Linked DNA regions of Mus musculus: region 1 is linked to region 2. A link is a contact called in public Hi-C data. All regions are on one chromosome and are shown on one strand. The core of a region is the stretch at or near the end of the contact, and the rest is flanking DNA. Distances in the headings are between cores, read along the strand shown. Region 1 overlaps 4931422A03Rik (RIKEN cDNA 4931422A03 gene). Region 2 overlaps Nat10 (N-acetyltransferase 10).

What was found. A called contact is a pair of places that touch in the nucleus more often than the background predicts.
Region 1: a contact with region 2 is called in a Hi-C map of cerebral cortex, with 4 times the contacts expected there. The contact joins two enhancer-like sites. A contact is called at or near these places in 2 of 15 datasets of contacts at CTCF or cohesin (large pre-B cells and pro-B cells), 38 of 484 Hi-C or Micro-C datasets (B cells, the BV-2 cell line, the CH12 cell line and 18 more), 7 of 115 datasets of contacts at active chromatin or transcription factors (T-cell acute lymphoblastic leukemia, embryonic stem cells and stem cell-derived neural progenitor cells) and 3 of 9 other capture datasets (adipose tissue, embryonic stem cells and liver).

What each region holds. Positions count from the first base shown.
Region 1 is chr2:103,998,279-104,004,582 of GRCm38.p6, forward strand. All of the region lies in intron 3 of 4931422A03Rik (RIKEN cDNA 4931422A03 gene), which reads right to left. Among named protein-coding and RNA genes, the nearest start is that of Gm38515, 21 kb to the left of the region's middle. Within about 2 kb of position 4,618, at least 13 of the 459 cell types and tissues checked have an H3K27ac peak or open chromatin away from gene starts, as enhancers often do. A contact at or near this core is called in cerebral cortex, where this site is marked.
Region 2 is chr2:103,729,710-103,735,701 of GRCm38.p6, forward strand. Nat10 (N-acetyltransferase 10) reads right to left here. Exons shown (of 29, transcript NM_153126.3): 13 at 5,157-5,281; 14 at 4,666-4,816; 15 at 4,035-4,131; 16 at 3,210-3,326; 17 at 2,445-2,546; 18 at 2,264-2,338; 19 at 1,598-1,714; 20 at 801-934; 21 at 539-587. Among named protein-coding and RNA genes, the nearest start is that of Nat10, 29 kb to the right of the region's middle. Within about 2 kb of position 1,437, at least 10 of the 459 cell types and tissues checked have an H3K27ac peak or open chromatin away from gene starts, as enhancers often do. A contact at or near this core is called in cerebral cortex, where this site is marked.

The DNA.
Region 1 (6,304 bases), core at 3,368-5,867, 270 kb after region 2:
GCTGAGAGCTCATATCTTGATCCATAAACATGAGTGAGGCCAGGAGAAAGCTGTTGTGGACATTTGAGACCTCAAAGCCTGCCCCAGTAACACACTTCTTCCAGCAAATCCATACCTCCTGATCCTTTCCAAACAGTTCCACCAAGTATTCAAACACAGGAGCCGCCAGGGGTCATTCTCGCTTCAGTTTTGAGACCGGACTCAAACTCTCTACCCTCCTTCCTTCCTGGTGCTGGTATTAAGTGTACACTACTGTGTCCTGCTCACAAGTGTCATGGTTTCACCTGTTTTATATGGTTCCCCCACAAGGATGCAGGTCTAAAATAATCAAGGATAATTATGCTGTATTCAAGGTAAGCTCACATATTGCCTTTGCCATAATTTGATTTTGTATTTCATTCCTTTAAAATGTGCAGTGCTGGGGCCGAGGAGATGGCTTAGTTGTTGAGAACATTGAGTGCTCTTTCACTGGATCCAAGTTTGATTCCCAGCATCCACATGGCAGCTTTTCAAGTCTCTAACTCCAGTTCCAAAGGATATGATGCCTTCTTCTGACCTCTGTAGGTACTAGGCACATACATGGTACACAGACATACAGGCAGGTAAAATCTCCACACATTAGGTGAAAAAATAAAAATAAAAAGTTGATGTGGTATTCATTGGTGTCAATGTGTCATCCTACTGTCAGATGTTGGATGAGTGCCATAAAAGAAGACAATGTACATCACTGTCCTGCTCCCTGGGTAATCTTCTCCCTAGATGTTTCCTTGTCAAAGCTGAATCACGGCTGATGTGCCCACGATGCCATTTCTCATTTCCACATCTATTTTTTTTTGTCCCTGTGTATCATATTTCAGCCTTGATTTCTTAAAACACCGTTGGAACATTCTTTGCCTTCTGTTTATCTACTGTGTGATCTTACTGCCTTACTCTTGTTCTCAGTCCATAGTTGGTACATTTTTCCATCCTTAAAGACTTTAGAATATAGAGAACGTATAGAGTAATTATCAAGGTCAGATGATAGTGGGAGAAGTGTTTCACATTGGTAGGAATTTTTTGAATGAATTGTTTCTGAGAGCCTCCTACCTGTATTCATAGAAGTTAAATTTAAAGGATGTAAGTTTGATGAAAAGATAAATCTCTCCTCTCCCCCTCTACCCCCTCCCCTCCCCTCCCCTTCTCTCTCTCTCTCTCTCTCTCTCTCTCTCTCTCTCTCTCTCTCTCTCTCTCTCTGACAAGATCTTATATAGCCCAGGTTGGCCTTCAACTCTATATATTGCTGAAGATGACTTCCAACTTTTGATGCCCCTGCCTCCCCCCGCCCCCTGAGTACTGGAATAACAGGCATGCAATGTTCAGGTATCAGGCTACCATATCTGATTTACTTGGTAGTCAGGATCAAACCTTGGGCTTCATGCATTTCAGGCAAACATTTTACTAACTGAACCTAGCCCCAGCCTCAAAGGGCTACATTTCAGAGATAATGTTTTATAGATAAACGTCAGTGTTAAGTACTTGGGTAGAAAGAAGTCAGTTGACTGTTTGCCTTTCTGCTTTCTCATAAGTTATACTTGACATGGACACTAGCAGCCAACTCATCTCCTAACTCAGTGTTCTTTGCCTTCGGCCCTACCCATTTTCTGAAGAGCTGTAGCCAATGGTTTAATATGTTATCTTTCATTTATTCGCCTCTTATCTGATTCTGAAATTAATTTAAAAAGACCTGACTCTCAAAACAACAACAACAGAAACAGTTGATAGTATTCTATCTGAGAACCTACATATACAAAATATATAATTAAAAACATGTTAACTATTACATTATTAATTAATAGGCAGTAGATATTGTTAATAACAGGATAGTCATACTAATTAGCATTTTATTATATAGGTATGTCATTAATTGCTAATTTCTTCTTTATGCTTACATAATTTGTTCTGTGAATTACTTGATAATAATTCACAATAATATTTTTGTAGATTTCAATTGAGGATTCAGTAATACCCTTGGATCCAGCATACAGAGCATGCTATAAAAGGTGTATGGAATACTAAATTATTAAGTGCATGACTAACAGTAGGGCTTTGGTTTTTCTTTTAATTATATATTTGCCAGCTAGTAGGATGGCTTGTCAGGTAAAGAAGCTTGCCTTGCAAGCCTGACAACATGAGACTGATACTAGAACCAATGCATAAGTGAAAAGAGAGACTAGACTAGACATCACAAAGTTGCCCTCTGACCCCCACACATGCACCATGGCACACCATGCCCTATCATGCCTTGCAAGCCTGACAACATGAGACTGATACTAGAACCAATGCATAAGTGAAAAGAGAGACTAGACTAGACATCACAAAGTTGCCCTCTGACCCCCACACATGCACCATGGCACACCATGCCCTATCATGCGCGCGCGCGCGCACACACACACACACACACACACACACACACAGAGTTTTGAAATACATACTTATCGGTCAGTAGAACTAAGGACTAGAAAAGTAGTCTCTTAGCTGGACATAGTAGCAGATCTTTAATTTCAGAACTCAGGAGGCAGAGGCAGGTGGATCTCTGTGAGTTTGAGGTCAGCCTCATCTATATATTAAATTCTAGGTCAGCCAAAGCTACCTAGTGAGATCCTGTCATTCAAAAGAAAAAGTAACTTCTTGTTCAGAATACATTTTTAAGTGATATTATATCTCCTGTTGGTTTTGACTATGGATGGTTTTCCTTTGCATAGAGGTACAACAAAATACATGAAACTGCATGCCTTTAATCCTAGCACTCAGAAGGCAGAGGCAGGTGAATCCCTGTGAGCTCATGACTGTTTGCTCTACTTAGCAAGTTCAAGCCATCCAAAAGTACATAGTCTCAAAATAACCAAAACCTGGGGCTGGAGAGATGGCTCAGTGGTTAGGAGCACTGGCTGCTCTTCCAGAGGCAATGAGCTTAATTTCTAGCAACAACATGGTGGCTCACAACAATCTATAATGGGGGTCTGATGCCCTCTTGTGGCATGTAGGTGTACACGCAGACAGCATACTCATTAAATAAAACTGACCGACCAAAAACAAAACAAAAATCACCAACTCTCTTAAGAACAAGTCACCTCATTGCCTTCTGCCAGGAAGTTATAAAAATACACACAGTCATGGTTTCAATCAGCAAAGTATAATAATAGACAAAACTACTCAGAATGATAAAGGTGAGTAAGGCATTGCCCAGCTAGACCAACACACCTGGCTTCCCCAGACCCAGTTACACCTAGATTTAGTTTTAATTAATTAGTTAATTGTGTGTGTGTGTGTGTGTGTGTGTGTGTGTGTGTGTGTTGTACCTGTCTGTATGTCTGTGCACCACATGCATGCAGTGCCCTCAGACGCCAGAAGAGATCTGGAGCTGGAAATGGACCTGGAATTTCAGATGATGGGAGCTGCCATGTGGGTGCTGAGAATCAAACCCTGGTCCTCTGAAAGAACAGCCTGAGCTCTTAACCACTGAGCCATCACAGCGCAACAGATTTAACTTTGCTTCCAAACTTCTCTCATGCTGGGCAGTGGTGGTGCATGCCTTTAATCCCAGCACTTGGGAGGCAGAGGCAGGCGGATCTCTGAGTTCGAGCCAGCCTGGTCTACAGAGTGAGTTCCAGGAAACCCTGTCTTGAAAAACCAAACAATAACAACAATGACAAACTTCTCTCACAGGAAGACATTTCTAACTATCATGACCTTTGTGGAACAGGATCTGGTGTGAGTCACTCATACTCTGGGAGGAAAGATAGGAGGTGGGGATAGGACATGCAATTCTCCATCTGTAGAAAGGCTGCCCGTGTTAGCAAGTAAGACAGAGCCTTGAGATTTTCTCACTTGCCCACGTAGGAGGAAAGGGGTAGATGTGGCATCCCTTCAGTGCTAAAAAGCATCACATCATCCCAAGAATAGTCAGACACTCAAGAGTTGCCTCCAGAACTCTCAGAATTGTTATGGACCAGGCTTTAGCATGGGGCAGCACTATCTACATGTGTGCGCATGCCTTGGGGTTTCCTCAAGACGATGGCAGGGGTTAGGCAGGTGAGAATTAGGTGGGCAGGTGTTCTGAGAAAGGGACAGGGTGCTCAGGTGGCAGGAGGATATCCCTCCCCTTCTTTTGGGGTCCTGTATGGTTACTGCTGCCATGGTGGTGTACCCTCCTTGTCAGTGTCTTTCTTGGATCCCAGTATTTGAAGTTTTCCAGTTAACCTAGTTGCATTGAAATAAAAATGAGGAGGGGAGGCCTTCCTTCGACCTTGGCGTTCTATGGTAGAACTCACGGACATGAATGGAATGGATGAGACACCAATGTCCACGTCGTCTGATTCACAAGGAACACTTCGTTTTCTGAACTTTGTTTCGGCTCAGCAGCCAGCACCTCAGGAGTGGGTACCACTGGAAGTTCAGGGACCTGCTTTGGGTCTACTTGGCCTTGAAGGTGAGTCTGCTCCACCTGCAAATCTTCTAGCCTTGGAGTTTCCTGCTGAGAGTCTCCTTTTGAGGAACTGCTGAGGTGACATAACCTTGGATCCACACAGATACCAGGCATCCTACGGAGCATCTGCGGTGATCTACACTGCTGCTGATACTGCAGCGTGAGTCTCTGTGCGCCTAGCGCCACCTTCCGGACTTCGCCGGTTACTTAGCCTCAGGCAAAGATGAGAAACAAGAGGAACAACAGGTGGCAGCCTGGCTTGATCCCTGGGAGACCCCCCCCCCCCCCTCACAAGAGGGTGGGGGTGTTCAATGATGACCTGAATGAGGAGCCAAGGCCCAGAGAAGATTCCAGACTGAATGCCCTAGACGCCTCTCTAGTAGCTCACCTGGTCACAAGATGCAGGTCCCACCCTCAGCTCCCCAGGCTGCTTCCAGAGCCTCCAAGCAAAGTGCCCGCCTACATCCAGTCAGCCTGCCTCACAGCAGAGCTGCGCTTCCAGCTGGATTGCATAGACTGGTTCTCTGCAAGTAGAGAGACTATAACCTTGGTATTTTGAAACAAATGTAATACTTGCCGGCACAAAGAGCAAACACAGTTTCATGCGTCTGCCTTTACGCTTTTGCCCATGTGAGAACGGCGTGGGTACCAACAGTGATGCATAGAGGTACAGTGCATGCCAGAGACCCTGGAGTCAATCCAGCACCAAACACCAAAACACTAGTGAGCTTTCGTGGAAAGAAGACAGATGACGCAGCTCAGAGCCCAGCGTTCAGTCGGTGACACTCCACCCCGCCCCAAAAGATGAAGAAACCGCGTTACTAATATTATTCAGCCAAGCTGTACCGCTTTATGCCCATCGGAGCTATTGAGAGAGAGGGGCTAATTACGCTACGGAATAGAAGTCTTTGGCTTACATGCAAAGATGGGACCTGGACAGAGGAAGGGGGGAAGGACAGCTGGTAGAGGTGAGGAAGAAGGTGATAGACCCAGGGGAACCAGGCAGCACAGCACCAGTTGGCTTGAACCCTGCTGCTCCTCAGTGGGAAAAGACAGGTGGGTGGTTTCTTGGCTTTTTTTGTTTTGTTTTAGAGACAACCTCACCCTATAGTCGAGGCTGACTTAGAACTCTGTGTACCTTAGGGTGACCCTGAATCTGTGGTGATCCTTCTGCCTCAGCCTTCCAAAGGTTTCACCAAGCAATCTTTTTACTATTTTTTTGCAAATGCAAAAAGCTCCTAACCCAAAACATCCAGGAAATCCAGGACACAATGAGAAGACCAAACCTAAGGATAATGGGTATAGAAGTGAGTGAAGATCCCTAACTTAAAGGGCTAGTAAATGTCTTCAACAAAATTATAGAAGAACACTTCCCTAACCTAAAGAAAGAGATGCCCATGAACATACAAGAAGCCCACAGAACTCCAAATAGACTCGACCAGAAAAGAAATTCCTCTTGTCACATAATAATCAAAACACCAAATGCACAAAATAAAGAATATTAAAAGCAGTGAGGGAAAAAGGTCAAGTAACATATAAAGGCAGACCTATCAGAATTACACCAGACTTCTTAACAGAGACTATGAAAGCCAGAAGATCCTGGGCAGATCTCATACAGACCCTAAGAGACCACAAATGCCAGCCCAGGCTTCTGTACCCAGCAAAACTCTCAATTACCATAGATGGAAAAACCAAGACATGACAAAACCAAATTTATACAATATTTCTCCACCAATCCAGCCCTACAAAGGATAATAGATGGAAAACTCCAACACTAGGAGGGAAACTACACCTTAGAAAAAGCAAGAAAGTAACCTTCTTTCAACAAATCCAAAAGAA
Region 2 (5,992 bases), core at 187-2,686:
GTCATCTGGTTTAGGTTTAAGCTGCAGGATAGGCCACTATGCTACAACCAGCATTTGCCACCATGAGGAGCAGTGTTCCTCACTGCTTGCTGCTTTTACCTGTTAGAAAACAAGCTTCAGGCTTCCCCATGCACTGGCTGTTTCCCACAGACACTAACTGCATTCCAGGAACTCACCGCTGTTTCTCACCCTCCCAATCATCTGCTGCCCACCTCTCTCCTTCAGAAACCATTAACACTCAGTTCTGTTATACACACTTAGGGAACTCCAGCCTGCAGGACTGAATCTACAATCTGACAAATCAGTCCGTGTGTGTACCCCTGCCACGTGAAAATGGAGCACAAAGCCACAGATGCACCAGACCTGCCAAGGTCAGGAAGGAATCACTCTGTACCAACCCGCCTCTGAACAAGCAACACCTTAACAAATACAGAAGCACCTGCCCAGGGCACAGCGAGGAGGAGCCAAGACAACTAGAGGAGGAGGTGCCAACTGCAAACACAAACCCAACCCCTCCTCTACCCCAAGCCTCACTTACTGGGGTCTGTCTCAAATAGACAGGAACAAATCCAGCTCGTTTCCAGAACCTACAAAAGGGGGGTAGAGGGGGTGGTCACCATTTATGACTCCTGGAAGTTGAGAAATAAAGGCAGAAGGGACAGGAGGAGGGACAGGAGGAGGGACAGATGGAGGAGGCAGCAGACAATGACAGAGACCCCAGCTGCAAAGGAAGACACCACCCACAGAACTGTCGTCTTCCACTGAAGTGGGCTGGCTCCAGAGGACAGGCAGGCACTTACTTGAGAAGCCTGGGGGTCAGCCCATAGGAAACCCCCAGGTAATCCAGGCGCTCTGCAGGCCTCTCATTCAACTTGAGGAGCAAGGGGGGCAGATCCTTCCGGGGAGTAATAACTTCTTCCAACAAGCTGACAGCCTAAGAAGAAGCCATTACTCCCTTAGCAAAGCAAGAGGCTCGTGGTGTTCTCAAGCCATCCAGTACACTACACAACAACAGGCAAGAGTCTTCTGTGTCCCTATGGTGTCCAAATAGGACTCAAGAGTCCCGAGATCACCACAGGGATAAGCCAAAGCATATGTGCAATCACCGAGTTCCCAAGACCAAAAGCAGGGAAAGGCCACGGTTCAGCAATGCCTAATACACTTTAGAAGGGACAGGGGCAGGGTTCTGAAAATGCAGCGTGAAGTTGTGGTTCTGTCACCTGACACCCCTGTGACCTTGGAGAGTAACCCTCCTGAGTCTGAGGTAAGTCAAGGCCCACAAGCACGGGCACATTACACAAACCACCAAGCACGTGTGTGTGCAGGCAGCCTCAAGCAAGGCAAAGCGGAACTCTGCGATGTGGGCTGATGCTGACAGAGGCTGGTGGGGAGCCCTCCAGCTTGCAATGCAGCACACTTGCAGACTAGTAAGCACGTTTACTCCCGGAGTGTCTGCTGCAGCAGCAGATGGCACTGGTGAGTAGGCTGAGACTCTACAGTGTTAAGCTGAAGAAAGTGGCTGGCTGCCCAAACGCAGAAGACCCCAGAGAACCATCCTCTCAGACTTAGGACTCTGGCTTTGCCAGAACATTGTTACCTCACTGCTCACGGTGCGGATTTCTTGTGGTGTCTCCAAGACTTTTTCCTCCAGACAAGGGAACTTGCCTTCATAATACATCTGCAGCAGCTGCAGCGCTCGGCTGCCATATCCCATCTATGAGCACACACAAGATACAGCAGAGGGAAGACGCTCCGTCTGTTTAAGCTACTTGTGCCTTGCTTCTAAAGCATTTATTCCTGGTCAAACTGCATTTGGAAAAAAGCTACCAATAAAACCCACTGTAGTCAAAGCTGGCTCTGGGGCCAAACACAGTGGGGTTCTTAGGTTAGTCTAACCCTCCAACCACAACCCACTTGCAACCTGGACCTAACGGTAGCTGGCTGTGCCACTGCCAGAAAGGGATGCTCGACAGCTGACTCCTCAGTGTGGCTTTCAAAGCGACAGAAGGAAGTTATAGAAAAACAACCTGGTTCAACAAGTCCTACGTTCTAACACAGGTAGGGAAAGGAAGGAGTCTACACCAACAACCTTGTCCCTGGCCCACCCACAAGTTCTTGCTATATTCTCCTGAGCAGAGTACACCTAAAATGTCACTGGTGTATCCATATTTTTATTCCAACAGCTAGGCACACTGCCCAAAGGGCTGCCAGGAGCCCACTAGAGAGCAGCACACAAGGTTTAAAAGAAGAGAGGACATGTTACCCCTTGATAATCTGGGTGAACAGCAATTCGAACAACCCGTCCACCAGAAAGGCCTCCAAAGTCTGGATCTTGAAACTGTGAGACACAAACCAGTGACTTAGCAACACAGACAACCTGACATCAGACATGCTGGGGCAGCCGCTCCCTCACCTCAGACATGCAGGGGCAGCCGCTCCCTCACCTGTTCCGACACTGTCCATGGAATCAGGTCCCCAGAAGCCTTCTTGCCTCGAGAGAGGCTATTCAAAATGGACTGACGAGAAATCTCTCCCTCAAGGCACACCTAGGGAAACCAAGGCAGGGAAGGCATGCTCTAGCTCCAGATCCCAAGCATCATCTGAGACAGACCCCAAACTAAGTTTTCTAGGCACTGTTTCTTATCCTGGGTTCCGGCTCCACACTGACCACACGACCTCATTAGGATGTGGCAGGTTACTATGAACTTACTGACATCCTCCAGCCCCAAGACCAAAAGACCGAGGACAAGAGGTCAAGTGGAATGTATCACTTAAACGCACATCAGTTAAGACACAGGATACACACAGCTCTGTATGGAGCAGAACAAATCCCAAGACAGAGACGTGGCGAGACAGACACTGTATAAACATGAAATAGAGCACAGTGCAGTGCACTGTGGACACTGACACACTGCAAGTGTGACATCTATAACTCCAAGTTTAGGGAAGGGAAAATGACACAGACACACACCCCCCAGGTGGTAAACATCTTTCTCCATGTAGCCTTTAAGTTTACACTACTCATGTGTGCAAGAAAGAGAAATAAGCCAGCGCTGCCTGTATCCAGCTTTCTCTCCAGTGCACACATCACCTGCCTCAACAGACCTACCCACCTAGATCCATGTCAGGACCCAACAGCTTCCCTGGCCACACTGATGCCCAATAGTTCCCCAAACCAGTGCCACACCATGTTTCTCTCTGCTCTGTACCTGGACAACTGCAAGCACTTCAGGCAGGGCATTCTGGGTGGGGGGCACAGGTGGCAGGAGGCAGAAGAGGTGGTGAGCAGGAGCGTCTGAGAGCATCTGCAGGTCGTTGGGAGAGTTCTGTGGGGCACACACATGGTCAGCGGGATGCTCGCCTACAGTCCTTCACTCACAGGCCTGACTGGGAATTGATGGTGACTGCAGTTCTGCCTTTCTCAAAGCCAAGTGCGACTTGGACACCTAGCAAAGTGCTTATTGTCCCTGTGACAAGGTGACTCTTCACAACGGCTGCAGAGAGACTGTGCCTCCAACACCTACTGCCTTGTCTTCTCAGGCTCAACGCTGGCTGAGTTACATGGAGCCGTAGTTACTTGACAATACTGACTTCCCACCTGAGAAGTGAGCTTGCTCCAGAGAAAGGGCTGACTGCTATTTCAGGAAAGCATGCCACCGTATTAACACCCACTCTTCAGCCTCCCATCAAGGGTGTTCACGAACATGCTACCATACCTAGACCCCCAGGAAGCAGCCTGCCGGATTCTCAGGTTTCAGTACTCTAGGCTCAGGTTCCCTGCTCCTTAGTTCAGCAGGACAAGCTGCCCTTAGAGACGAGCAACACTGCCCCACCCCTCCAGCTCTCACCCCTGAGCTCCCACACAGTCCAAAGCACACAAGCTGACAGGGAACCTCTCCAGTAAGGTCACTGGACCTGCCAGCTTCAACATTCAAGTCCCAGTGGAATGGCCACCTGGATCCCTGAGTAGCAAGAGGGTGGGAAGCCCTGGGGACTGCTCCCTGCGGAAGGGCAGGTCAGAGCAGGTTACTTACCTTGTAATGAGAAGCCACATAGAGAGCCATGAGCCGCTGGAGGAAAACTTCAGAGGCCTTGTGGTAGCAAAAGAGGGTATCTCTGTTAACATAGTAGCTGGCCTGGAGTTAAGCCACGAAAATAGACCACAGGGAACTCAAAAGAAGATACACCAGAAAAAATACAGATTTTCCCCAGTTTGGGAATAGAATTCCAGTGTTCTTAGCAGAAACTACAGTGGAGAAACCTGAGAAACAAAACTGAAAATGTTCCTCAAACAAACAAACAAACCAACAACAAAAGAACCTTTTTTAAAGGCAAGATCTTGCCAGGTAGTGGTGGTGAATGCCTTTTATCCCAACACTTGGAGGCAGAACCAATCAGATCTCTGTGAGTTCGAGGCCAGCCTGGTCTACAGAGTGAGTTCCAGGACTGCCAGGGCTACATAGAGAAACCCTGTCTCAAATTAAAAAGGCGGGGATTTCATTGCTGACTGTTTTACTTGAGCTGGACCTAAATGGTGGGTCCACAGTGTCCTCCTGCCTCAGCTTCCCAAATCCGGGCGAGGACTACAGGTATATGCCACTGTATCCAGCCCAAACCCTTTCTCTAACTGCTTCAGCCCCGCAGGGCTGGTGAGATGGAGGATACAGCTCACAGGCCTCAGGCAAGGGGCAGCCGGAAACGATGCGGGTGATGTTGAGGCAATCCAGGCACAGCAGGTCATTAAGCCACTTCTCCACTGCATCCCCAGGGGCGTATCGGATTGACTCTTGGAGGGAAACCTCATGCAAGGTTCGAGCTGTCAGCCACAACACACACGATTAGAAACAATTCCTCAACACTCAGCATCTAACAACAATAGAAATCCTGCACTTTATCTGTGACATGATGTCCAAATATCTGTGGCTCAAGAATGTCAAGGGGGTGATTTAACGTGTTTTGGGTTGAATATTTACCAAGTCAACATACCCTACCCATGTTTTAGAGTAAGGACCAAAAAGGCTCCAGGGATCCAAAGACCCAAGCCATGTTTCCACTGGCCTCTCAGGATTGTTGTCACCTCCTAGGACTCTCAGACAGCATCAAGCTTCAGTACTGCATGAGGTCCTGGGCAGGACGGTCAGAGGCCTGCTCGGTACCTGAGGCCAGTCTGGCTGTCGTTGTGGTCTTGTTCTCAGCAGTGGTGCTGACCTGGCTCTGGGCACTCTGCTGACGGAGTTGTTGAATGAGCTTGAGGGACAGTGACCGGCCAGTGCCCTCGTAGCTAGGAGAAAGACAAAGGCAGATGAAACCAAGACGGCCTCTCTAATCTGAACTTCCAGCAAGCATAGCATACAAATGTCCCAAGGAAGAGCCCTAGGAGATGAACCAAGATGCAACTTGGCTAGGAAGCATACAGGCTCAGATTCAAGCACTGGTGTGAATTTAGTAGCTTTGGGTAGAAAACTTGATCTCTTTAAACCTCATCCCCAAAGGATTGTCCTACACACTTCAGAGAACTGTGATCTGAAAATAAGGCCTGAAAGATGATGTCAACAAGGCATTTAGCCAGTGAGGCTGGAGCAATGCTACACAGTCTAATGGTCGGTGCTAACAGAAGTTATATGAAGACATGGACAGAGACTTTTTCCCAAGTGGGAAATCAAAATCAAACAAATCTACCACTCAAGTGATTCTTTTGTCAGGTTTATCTGCTTTTATTTTATGTATATAAGTATTTTGCTTACATGTAAACACATGTGTACCACTGCATACTTGGTGCCAACTGAAGCTAGAAAAGGGCATAGATCCTCTGAAAATGGAATTACAAATAGTTTTGAGCAACCATGTGGATGTTGGAAATGAGTCCTCTGTAAAAGAGGCCAGTGTACTCTCCAATGTCCCAAGTGATTCTTTTTATTATTTTCACCTAAGAGGTGAGATAGGGATAGGCAGATGATTCAATGAGTAAAGTGCTTGCCACGAAAACATAAGG